2 separate regions of the Hordeum vulgare genome follow, and region 2 is linked to region 1. Evidence: chromatin contacts called from public Hi-C data. All regions are on one chromosome and are shown on one strand. The core of a region is the stretch at or near the end of the contact, and the rest is flanking DNA. Distances in the headings are between cores, read along the strand shown. Region 1 has its middle 23 kb from the start of LOC123427459. Region 2 has its middle 170 kb from the start of LOC123427462.

The links. A called contact is a pair of places that touch in the nucleus more often than the background predicts.
Region 2: a Hi-C map of leaf shows a contact between it and region 1, with 6 times the contacts expected there. The contact joins two enhancer-like sites. A contact is called at or near these places in 3 of 6 Hi-C or Micro-C datasets (leaf and seedling).

What each region holds. Positions count from the first base shown.
Region 1 is chr2H:585,060,672-585,065,449 of MorexV3_pseudomolecules_assembly, reverse strand. No RefSeq gene overlaps it. Among protein-coding and RNA genes, the nearest start is that of LOC123427459, 23 kb to the left of the region's middle. Within about 2 kb of position 2,424, at least 3 of the 3 cell types and tissues checked have open chromatin away from gene starts, as enhancers often do. A contact at or near this core is called in leaf and seedling, where this site is marked.
Region 2 is chr2H:585,352,922-585,357,843 of MorexV3_pseudomolecules_assembly, reverse strand. No RefSeq gene overlaps it. Among protein-coding and RNA genes, the nearest start is that of LOC123427462, 170 kb to the left of the region's middle. Within about 2 kb of position 2,638, at least 3 of the 3 cell types and tissues checked have open chromatin away from gene starts, as enhancers often do. A contact at or near this core is called in leaf and seedling, where this site is marked.

The DNA of each region.
Region 1 (4,778 bases), core at 1,175-3,674:
AATGTAGTTTCATAGTGTATATATTTGATATTGTAGATATTAATATTTTTTAATATAAATTTGGCCAAACTTTGCAAAGTTTGATTTGACCGAAATCTAATATGCGAAGTAAAAAGGACCGGAGGGAGTACTTCCTCTGTTTCTAAATATAAGTTTTTGAAAAGACTCTACTAAAATCTACACTCTAAAATAAATCTATATACATTCATATGTAGCTCTACTAAAATCTTGAAAAATATTTATATCTAGAAATAGAGGGAAGTTAAGTTTTTTAGCTCCATGAACAGTAAAATCTGACAAGAATGGAAAAAAGAATGTAATTTCTTTTTAGAGAAAACATTGACAAAAGTTACATGTTCTCACATAATTTCATTTTCAATTATCATTTTTAGAGAATGTAATTTTCATTGGCAAAATCTGACAAGTAAAACGATAGTTTCTTCAAAACTTTTTAAACGTTATCATTTTTTTCTGATTTTACTGTTCATCTCAGCAAAAGATGACTTTCCGAAACAGAGGGAGTACATGTGAGAAGATTATCGTTAGACACTAGAGGGCACAGACGAATCACCGCGTTTCACACTTGTGTTTATCTCTCTTGACGAAATTAGTTTTGGCTTCTCCTAGTTCACCGTCATCTTCGAGTTGCGGCGCCCATGCATATCTTGAGCGATGGAGCCAAGCGCGCGATGAGGTCGACATCTCGTACGTCCGGATCACATCAATCAAGGGGGAAAACAAATACAAAAACCCTGCCTCGCCCGTACGTTATCACCGTCATCTAGCTGTATGTATGCGTCTCGACGTTGTTAACAGCTGCACGACCTGCGATAGATTCGATATTTTTCTTCATCCAAGGCAAACTAATACGTAGCGTATAGAAGTACATTATTTTACTTGCATGATGGCATGCGCCGCGTCGGCACGTACGCACGACCCCTATCCTGTGCCGTCAGGCCTCGTCCTTCCGCTGCGATTTCAAATGTTTCGCTCGTACGTACTTCCGTTGCGTTGCGTGGCATCGATTATATACAATTTATTATACTACCAGTGCTAGTAGTAGAAAAAAAACGAGTCAGCGGTGCAAGTACGGCGGCCGGACCGGCGACCAGCCGCGCAATTCCTGTCAAGCTCACGGGACCCAATATCGACCGAGTCGTACAGCGACGCCGATAGATGGCACCTGACCTGAGCATGCATGCATGTACCTTCGATCGGCCCGGCGCACGGCCGGCCGGCGGCGGCAGCTGAATGCTAATCGCATGCATGCACGGCGACCTAGCTAGTAGGAGTAGTTTCAACGGGAGAACACTCGACGTCGACGAAACAAACAGCTTCCTGGTGGTGGTGGTAGTGGAGTGGTTCGGTGGCCAGTAGGATCCGTCGCTTCCGGCGACCGGTTTCAGCTTCCGGGACGTATCCGGGGACTATGACACGACACCGCCGCGACCGGGCAGAGGCACGCACGCACGCCATTTTCGTGCGGGGGCGAAAAGCGGCCGACGACCCCGTGTGCGAAATAAGATGGACTGATGCCTAAAACACGAACTGTAAACTAGCGGGCTAGTGTGGTCAATTCCGCCACGGCATGCCCGCCGGCGAAAAAGAAGCCCGCCGGAGTACGTGTCTATCCATATATCTTGCGGCGGCCGCGCTTTCAACAGGGGCAAGCAAGCTAGCTAGCTACTCCAGCTCGCTCCGGTGAAAGAGAAACCACGCACGCACGTCGGGCGATAACTTAAAAGATAACGTCCATACGTGTGGTGAATATCGGGACCCGGAAGAAGAAGGTCTAGGTATAGCCTTGCTAGGACGGTGGCTGCGGCTGAGCGTGACGTGCACGTACGGGCCCTCGTGACCCGTGAGCTGGTTTTGCCTTTTCTGCACCGGCCGGGGAGGGGAGCGGAGGGGCGAGGGGCTCGTGATGGCCGTGTCTGGTGGCGGGGAGCACGGGGCGATCCCGGAAAAAATTCAGTCCGGTGGCATGGCATGGCATGGGCGGATGTGGATCCATGCGCTCCGCGCGTCGCTGCTGGCCAGTTGTGGTTGTGGAAGGGGGTGGCGCTGGTTCCGGCCGCGTTGCACCGGTGGAAAGTCGTGACAGCGAGCGGCTGGCTGGTTGGTTGGTTGGTACGTCGGGGCGGGCGGGGGGCGGTCATTAGACGGCCGCCGACGACGCGGCGGCGGTCGTACTCGGTGCGCCCCAAGCTGGACCGGTGAATTGGTTGCTTCCGAGGAAACATTCAGCGTCGGCACCGGTCTTTTCCGGTTTCGACCCAACCTTCGGGGAAAATGATTGAAAAACCTGAGGAAACTTGCTAGTAGTAACACGAGGCAGACCAGGTGATTCCCCGGTACGGTATCGGCATGCATGCATGCATGCATGACCCAGTCCCCGCGCAAGGCTGGGCATGCATGCATGCATGCATGTCTGAGTCTGACCGACTGACCGTACCGTCTCGTGTTGCTGTCCGTTTTGGCCCGAGACGCGTAATATCTTGCTGCTCTTCCTCTTCAGTCTCGGTCGTCTACTCTCGCTCTCCTCCTGATTTGCTTCTTCCAGATGCCGGCTTTAATTCTCCGTTCCGTTCCTACACGCACGCACGCACGCGGAGTTGCTACGGCTGTCAAATCACTGTGATTTAAGGTTTGAACGAATCCGGGTCTCGTTAACTGCATGAGCCACGCCTCGATCGTCAAGCGGCGACGGGCGCAGCGCGGGAGAAGAGGCGGGGAGATATCGTTTTCTTCTCCCGGATTCCTCGTCACTGCTCAAGGCGCACGTTCGCCCGGCTGGGGAATGTCAAGCCCGACGACCAAAAATACAGAAAGTTAGATAGATAACCCGCAAAGATAAGGTTCTGTATGGCTGCTGCTACTCTGCTAGTGTTGGGTACTATAGCCACTAGTGTACTGCACCAGCCCGGTGCCTAAACCTCTAATGTATGGGCGTGGGTAAGGTTTTCTTAGTTGAGATTGGTTTGTTTAGCATATCAATCAGCCGGGATAAGCTAGTAAACAACATCGTTTGGGCGATCATATATATTATCTAGGACCTCCTTCGTCCTCGGACAGAACTGAGCAGCGCAGCAGCCATGAGGGCGGGCGAATCAGAATCTCGGAAGGCGATAATAAAAAAGCAACGGAAAGGAGAGCTCGGCTCATGCATGGAGATGATAGGAGGTGGTGTGTTGACTGTTGATCATGCGCCTCAATAGTTTGCTTGGTTTCAAAATGATTGGAACTCGCACCGGTTCCCGTCCAGAGGGGGGTGCCCTCCGACGGAGCTTCTGTTGGTTGTGGTGAGTGGCTGAGTGCCAGGACACCCTACAGCCGATATAGATGCATCTTTGTCAGTGCTCTTGTCAATGCACACTGCTGTTATGGTTTAGTACGTGGTACTTTGCTATGTGCCGTCGCGCGTCAACCGTCCTTGAAGAATCTGTTTCAAGTGAAGGAACTGTATCAGGATGGACAAAGGTAAAGTGCTTCTCTAGTTATCTGTCAATAGATTAACACTTGCAGTGTTCAGAGCGAAAGTGGCACAGCGCACTTGCTGAATAACGGAACATATCCAAAGTACTACTAGTTCGGTAAAGGATCTCCTTTTGATGGGAAGCAGCTCACTCACTTTGAATAAGTCACAGCATGCACATTTCCTATTACTACTAAAACTTTATCAGAACCTGCGGGAGCAGAATCATATAAAACAAAAAACTTTATAACAGAAAAGAAATTCAGATGTTATTATAAATTCTACTCCAGGTTTCACTGTTGATGCAGAGGTGAACGTATTGAAAGGCAAGTCACACATGGGAAATCATATGGTAACACTGTTTTCTTTAAGCAAAATACGGTACAACACTCAAGAAGGTGTTCGATGAACAGTGATAATGCTATTGATAAAGGTCTAATTGCGGGAACATGGATACAGTTAACTGAAGAAGCAGATTTTTTTTTTTTGAATAACAAGAAACATAAATTAAAGTTTACATGTTTGATGAAAATAGGAGCCTCCCTAAGGTTTATTTAAGGGAACCGTTTTCATACGGCGCGTCGGCCGAACCGACGCGCCGGTCGCCCCCTCGCGCGCGCGTGCTTATGCAATATTTTTCGCACGCGCACGCTTCGTTGGTCAGTGGATGCAACATTTTTCGTCTAAATTTGTTGCAACCAGCGTCATATTTGTTGCAAGCGTTTTTTACTACATTTGTCCCAGTAAAAAAGTTACATATACGTTTGATTGCAACTCCAGTTCGTCGGATTTTTGTTACAATCGATGTTTTTTACTTTTGCTACAACCGTGTTAATTTTTGCTACAACCCACATCATGTTTTGCTGCAACCGTTCACTAAAAAAGTTGTATATACGTTCACGTAGATATTTGTTACAACCAGCGTTTGACTTTTGCTACCACGCACCACCAGATTCGTTTTTTTGCTACGATCATGTAGATTTTTTTTTTGCTACAAATTTTATTTTTTGTTGCAATCGTTGAAAAAATTGCTGCATCGCGACGAATTTTGCTGCGTCGGAAGAAAAAATGTTGCATGAAGATCCAACGGTGCGGACGCGCGGGGGTTAGTGGATCGTGCGGCCGGCAGAAAGTTTCAGCCGACGCGCCGGTGCAGATCACTCCCCTTTATTTAACCCATTTTTGCGTACATTTGTGTCTAATCCGTACGACATATTAAAAAGTAAACGCAGCTAGTGCAATCAAGTACTACTTGCTTACTTCATTTTCGAATTCTTTAGTGTCTGCCTTTGATGCAAACGTT
Region 2 (4,922 bases), core at 1,389-3,888, 290 kb before region 1:
GTGAGAAATTCTTGTGTCATCTCGAAGTATCATCCCCGCACCCGCAGTTCCATCAGCCGACCGAGATCCATCCGTATTCAGTTTGGCCTAATTCTACGGCGGAGCAATCCACTTACATGTATTCTCATCCTTCTTCAGAGACTTTTTTGGAGTTTCAATATAATCCAACATAGCAGGCCCTGTCCCTTCGACTGGGTCGCAGATAAAATCTTGTTTAATGCTCATCATAGAATTGAAGTAACTTGACAGGAAACTTATAGGAACTTCGAGGGGCGGAAACCTTCAGTTTCTCTTCAGTCTAACCGTCCGTGATGTTTTTGTTGTCGCAACGCCTGCTGCTAAGACGGGGAGGATGTTAGAGATATATTTGGTAATCAGAGATTACCCGGGATTAGATAGGAATTGTTATAATCTTATCCCCAGGAGACTTGCCCTCCAAGTATTATATATATATATATATTCTCGTTCTCAAGGCTCAATACAACAAGCACCACATTACGGTAAACGGGGTTGCTAAATTTCAGTCGACCGAGATTTAACGAAGTCTAAGTCAATGTTATATTCATGAGATCTAACATGGAGTATATATTTTCTCACTTTAGTGGGACTTTGGTAAGTCTTAATGACTGAGGTCCAGCCACAGCCTTACGCAAACTCTCTCCTCTCTATTCCTTTTCACGAAAACATCTCATGACGTAGGATTTCCTGGTCACCTGTTGTTATCTTACCCCAGAATCTGCCTTCTGTCAAAGCTTGCAACGCGTTTACACGGAGAGAGCCTATATGGAAACGTGAGAATTAATGCACGGGCATGGCTGGATTAGCAGTTGTTGCCCACTGAAGCGAAGCATGGCCGGATCTCAGCCGCCGTGTTTTGACCGAACTGGTAATGCGGCTTGAATGCATTTTTGGCGGCAATGATGGACGACGCTGGCCCGTTGCCGAAGTCGTTGGAGGCAGCACTACCGTGATGATGACGACGAGCGCTGCCCCGCCCTGGCACGGGACACCGGAATCTGACGCTCCTCGGCGCGCGCCTCCCTGTCTATGTCTTTGTGGTTCACGAGTGGTGGTGGATATTTGCCCTGCCGCTGCCTCTGTACCGGCCCGGTGGTCCAATCTCATCCGTTGTGCTGGTTGTTGCAGCGGCAGGGCTTGCTTCACGTTTGGTCTTCCTGTGCGGCGGGGCCAGCGGCGGGCATACGTGTCGACCCGTCGTTCGCGCGACGCGCCGCTGCCCGGTGTGCATGGTCGATCGGACGGCGCGCGGCTCCGCCCCGGGCGAGCATGCAGGGCGGGGATTTGCATGCGCTCCCTGCGACAGTGCTATGCAGGTAAAGGGCTACGAGGGCCAGGGTGAATGATGCGACGTAGCCTGTCGCCCATGCATCTCGTCGCCGTCCCCAACAACAACATGGCCGGCCGGCCGGCCGGGCTGGCTCGATCGCGCCCTATAGTGGCCCTGCCTGCTGCTGTGCTGCACTGCAGGGTCGGGGCGTATGTGTATCAGTGGACGCGCGTGTGCGCGTGTGGGCACTGTGGCCTTCAGCGCCAGCCGTAACCCTCGATCGACCAACGCTCAGATTCCCGGGTTTTCATCTCGCGAATCATCATGGGCAGCACAAGAAATCCTTGTTTTCTCGGACAGGCAGTCGTGCAGTTTGCAAGCTGGAGTAGCTACTAGCTAGCAGTGGCATGTTCATTGTCGAGTCAAGGTTTGAAAGTCTAGACCGATGGTTGAGCACCCATTTTCCTTGACCCGGGAAAAGCAAGCACCGCCCTCTCCACCGGCATTCGTATATATGTCAAACTACGTTGCTTTCGCGGCGCTCGATTCGCGCAACAAGTTGCACCGTCACCACGTACTGATGCCACACAGCGCGGCGCCGATCGAGCGTGTCTCCTGCGTTCGAATAGGGGTCTCCCCGGCGACGACGACTCCGTCTCGGTTGTAGCGTAGCTGCATGGGATTCCGACGGGACGGCGTTCGCGGTCGCCCACGGCGCGGCGACCGTGCCGACATGCGCAGCGCCGCGCCCATGTCGTCGGCACGTCACTCCGCGAGCGGTGGTCAAGGAAAAACCAAAGCCCGCTCGATCTGCCTCTGCGGGCGACTCGAGAGGCTTCCCTGGGTTATTGGTCGAGGTAGGGACATGTCTGCACTGCACTGCACTGCACTGCATCGGCGTCGATCCATGGGTACAGCGTACAGGCCACTGGCCACGGGCACAATTATATTTTCCATTGCGATCTGACTGTAAAGACGATAATTGGTTGGCTAGCCCTAGCTAGCGTAGCTAGCGGCCTGGGGGGGAACGGGGACTGTTACGGATTGCACGCCACAGTTAGATAAAGTGGCCGGAGCCTAGCGTTAGCGAGCTAGAGAGGCTGACAGCGATCGAAACGGGCACTGCACTGCACCGACTGTCGTTTTTGCAACAACTTGTTGCGTGTCTAGTCCAGGCAGTGCGCGAGTGGGTGAGATGGAGGACCGAAATCCAGCTCCAGCCAAGGGTCCCGGCCCGGGCAGTGATGATCGGTCGAGCAGCTGGATAAGCTCAAGGACCCTTTGTGGTGATGCATATTTGAGATGATTCCAGCTCGGGAGCAGGGATCCATCTATCTGCTCTAGGGTTGGTGCTGCAGAGAATCCCTGCTTCGCCCCCGGGCATCATCACTGCATGGGCATACCAAGGGAGTGGGTGAAAGGGAGAGAGAGAGAGAGAGAGAGATCTGTTGCCCAACTGCCAGCAGCTGCTCCCCTGAGCCAGGTCCGTGCATGACACCACCCTCTTGCTCCCCACGGACGCAACAATAGGGGAAGACACACCAGAGGGTTTTGTTCCGACGGGAACTTTGTGCCTTTGTACCTAGGCCAAATCCAACCCACGAACTCAAATAAATTTTCATTTTGTCTAGATTTTATCTGTTTGGGTAGGACAATCGGTGGCGTATGGCCTATTCTGTGCATGCGCTGGCCGTGCGTTGTGCATCTGGTCCGCCACGGCCAAAGGACCCCCTTATTTCTTTTGGCATTGAAACTTTTTTTATTTCATTAAAGATACATACATGCATCAACTCTTTGCTACGAGAGTAAGATAAAAAAAACAAGTACTACAATTAAATATTTTAATAGATCGATTTATTATTCTTTTCGATATCAAAACATGCATTCCCTTTACACACAAATTTGAGCAAATAAGCTATAGAAATTCCACCAAAGCCTAGAAGAAAACTGAACCTAGAGAAGCACATACCCCATCCTTTTTGCACTTGACGAAGATCCATTGGAGATGTTCCGGTGTCGTAGATCTACTGGTTGGCCAACGCTCGGGCCGAGGGGAGCACCAAGCGGGTGACTATGCTACTAGGAGGAGGAGAAGGAGGAGGAGGAGGGGAGATGGGGGACGGGCCGGAGAGCGAGATAGAGAAAAATTGCCGGCGACGCTATGTGGGAGGGTTTGCTCGGGGGCGCGGCAAGCGGGGGAGGGGGAGAGAAAAAGGGGGTGCACACGTCCCCAGCGGGCGGGCCAAGGGAGGACATGGGCATGCGTCTTGCCCATCCGCCTGTGTACACTTTGGCGCAAACGTGGCCCAAATATGGACTGGGAATGAGGCGAAAGCGGATGAAAAACAAACAATTGTCTGTTTGCTCGCACGCGCTGGTTTGTGTTTTCTGTCCGCTTACCCCTAAACGAACACTACCGGACGATTTGGGGTCGTGCATTGGAGTTGGCCTTAGGCCAAATCCAGCACACGACCCCGTCTTGTCTGGGTGCGTCTGTTTTGACCAAAATGGATAGTCGGCACGGCCGAACGCATGACCACATCTGCATAATGTATCTATTTCACATTCGGCCCGCCCCATTCCTAAAGCAAATTTGCTCGAGGTTTGCGTCCGGAGGACAACCAATGGAGCCACGCGCCCAAACTTCTCTTCTGCGTCGAGCTCGCATGGCAGGCGGCCACCTACATTCCATCGTCCAAAATTAATCCGTGTGTGCGGGGTGGTCCGCTTGTTAGCCACCCATCTGCCCTGGTCGTCGTCGTTCTTAACGCGGAAGCCGTGAACCGGTTAGTCCATAGCTTTCACTTTCGAGCCCTCATGCCTCCTCGAGCCCCAACACGAGTGAAACCCTAGCCGTCGGTCTTCCTATTCCTCTTGCCAACCGTCATCGGGGGCGGCATTTGCTCGGCAAGGGAAAGCACAACCATGAGGCCGGATCCTCCTTCGGTCCCCGCTGCTCCACTAACTCCACGCCACCCGATACGCCCACATTGGCGATCTCGCCAACGGGGGCGCCGCAACGCTGCAGGCCGTACATCAACACAAGAATCTCCTGTAACTCTTGGGAGATGGCGATGCCACTGCCGTGAAGCGATGCTCACCTTCCCAACAACTCGCAACTCTCCACGAACAGGGTGCCCATCCCAGCGATCACAGTGAGCGACCACGCCTGCCATGACGAGATCGACAGGCATCGTGCCCGTCTGCCACCAGAACTCCTCTTTGACCGCAGGTTCGTCGTGGAATTGCCGCTATGGGATACATGGCTTCGCGATGATCATGATCTCCGACGACAATATTTTTTTGTCGATCGTCCTCCGAGCCTGCGTCGGCCGCGTCTTGCCTGCAGTGCGCGTGCTCGCAGTCCGCCCCAGACGCACGGGGCGTACGTCTGTGTGTGGCGTCACACCGACGCAAATCCCCCCTCCCCGCCAACACCACCTCCCATGACAGAAGAGGATGATGCCTAACCCATGAGGTGGGTCATGTAGGACTCCATAACCACCCAATGACGAACACCAGTGGGAGAGCCTCAAAAACCAAGTTGGCCATCATCGAGGCCGACGATGTCGCCATCGTGGAGCGCGAGATGGGCTTCAGCAGGTGCATTAGGAGGTCGTTGAGGAGCCCACCA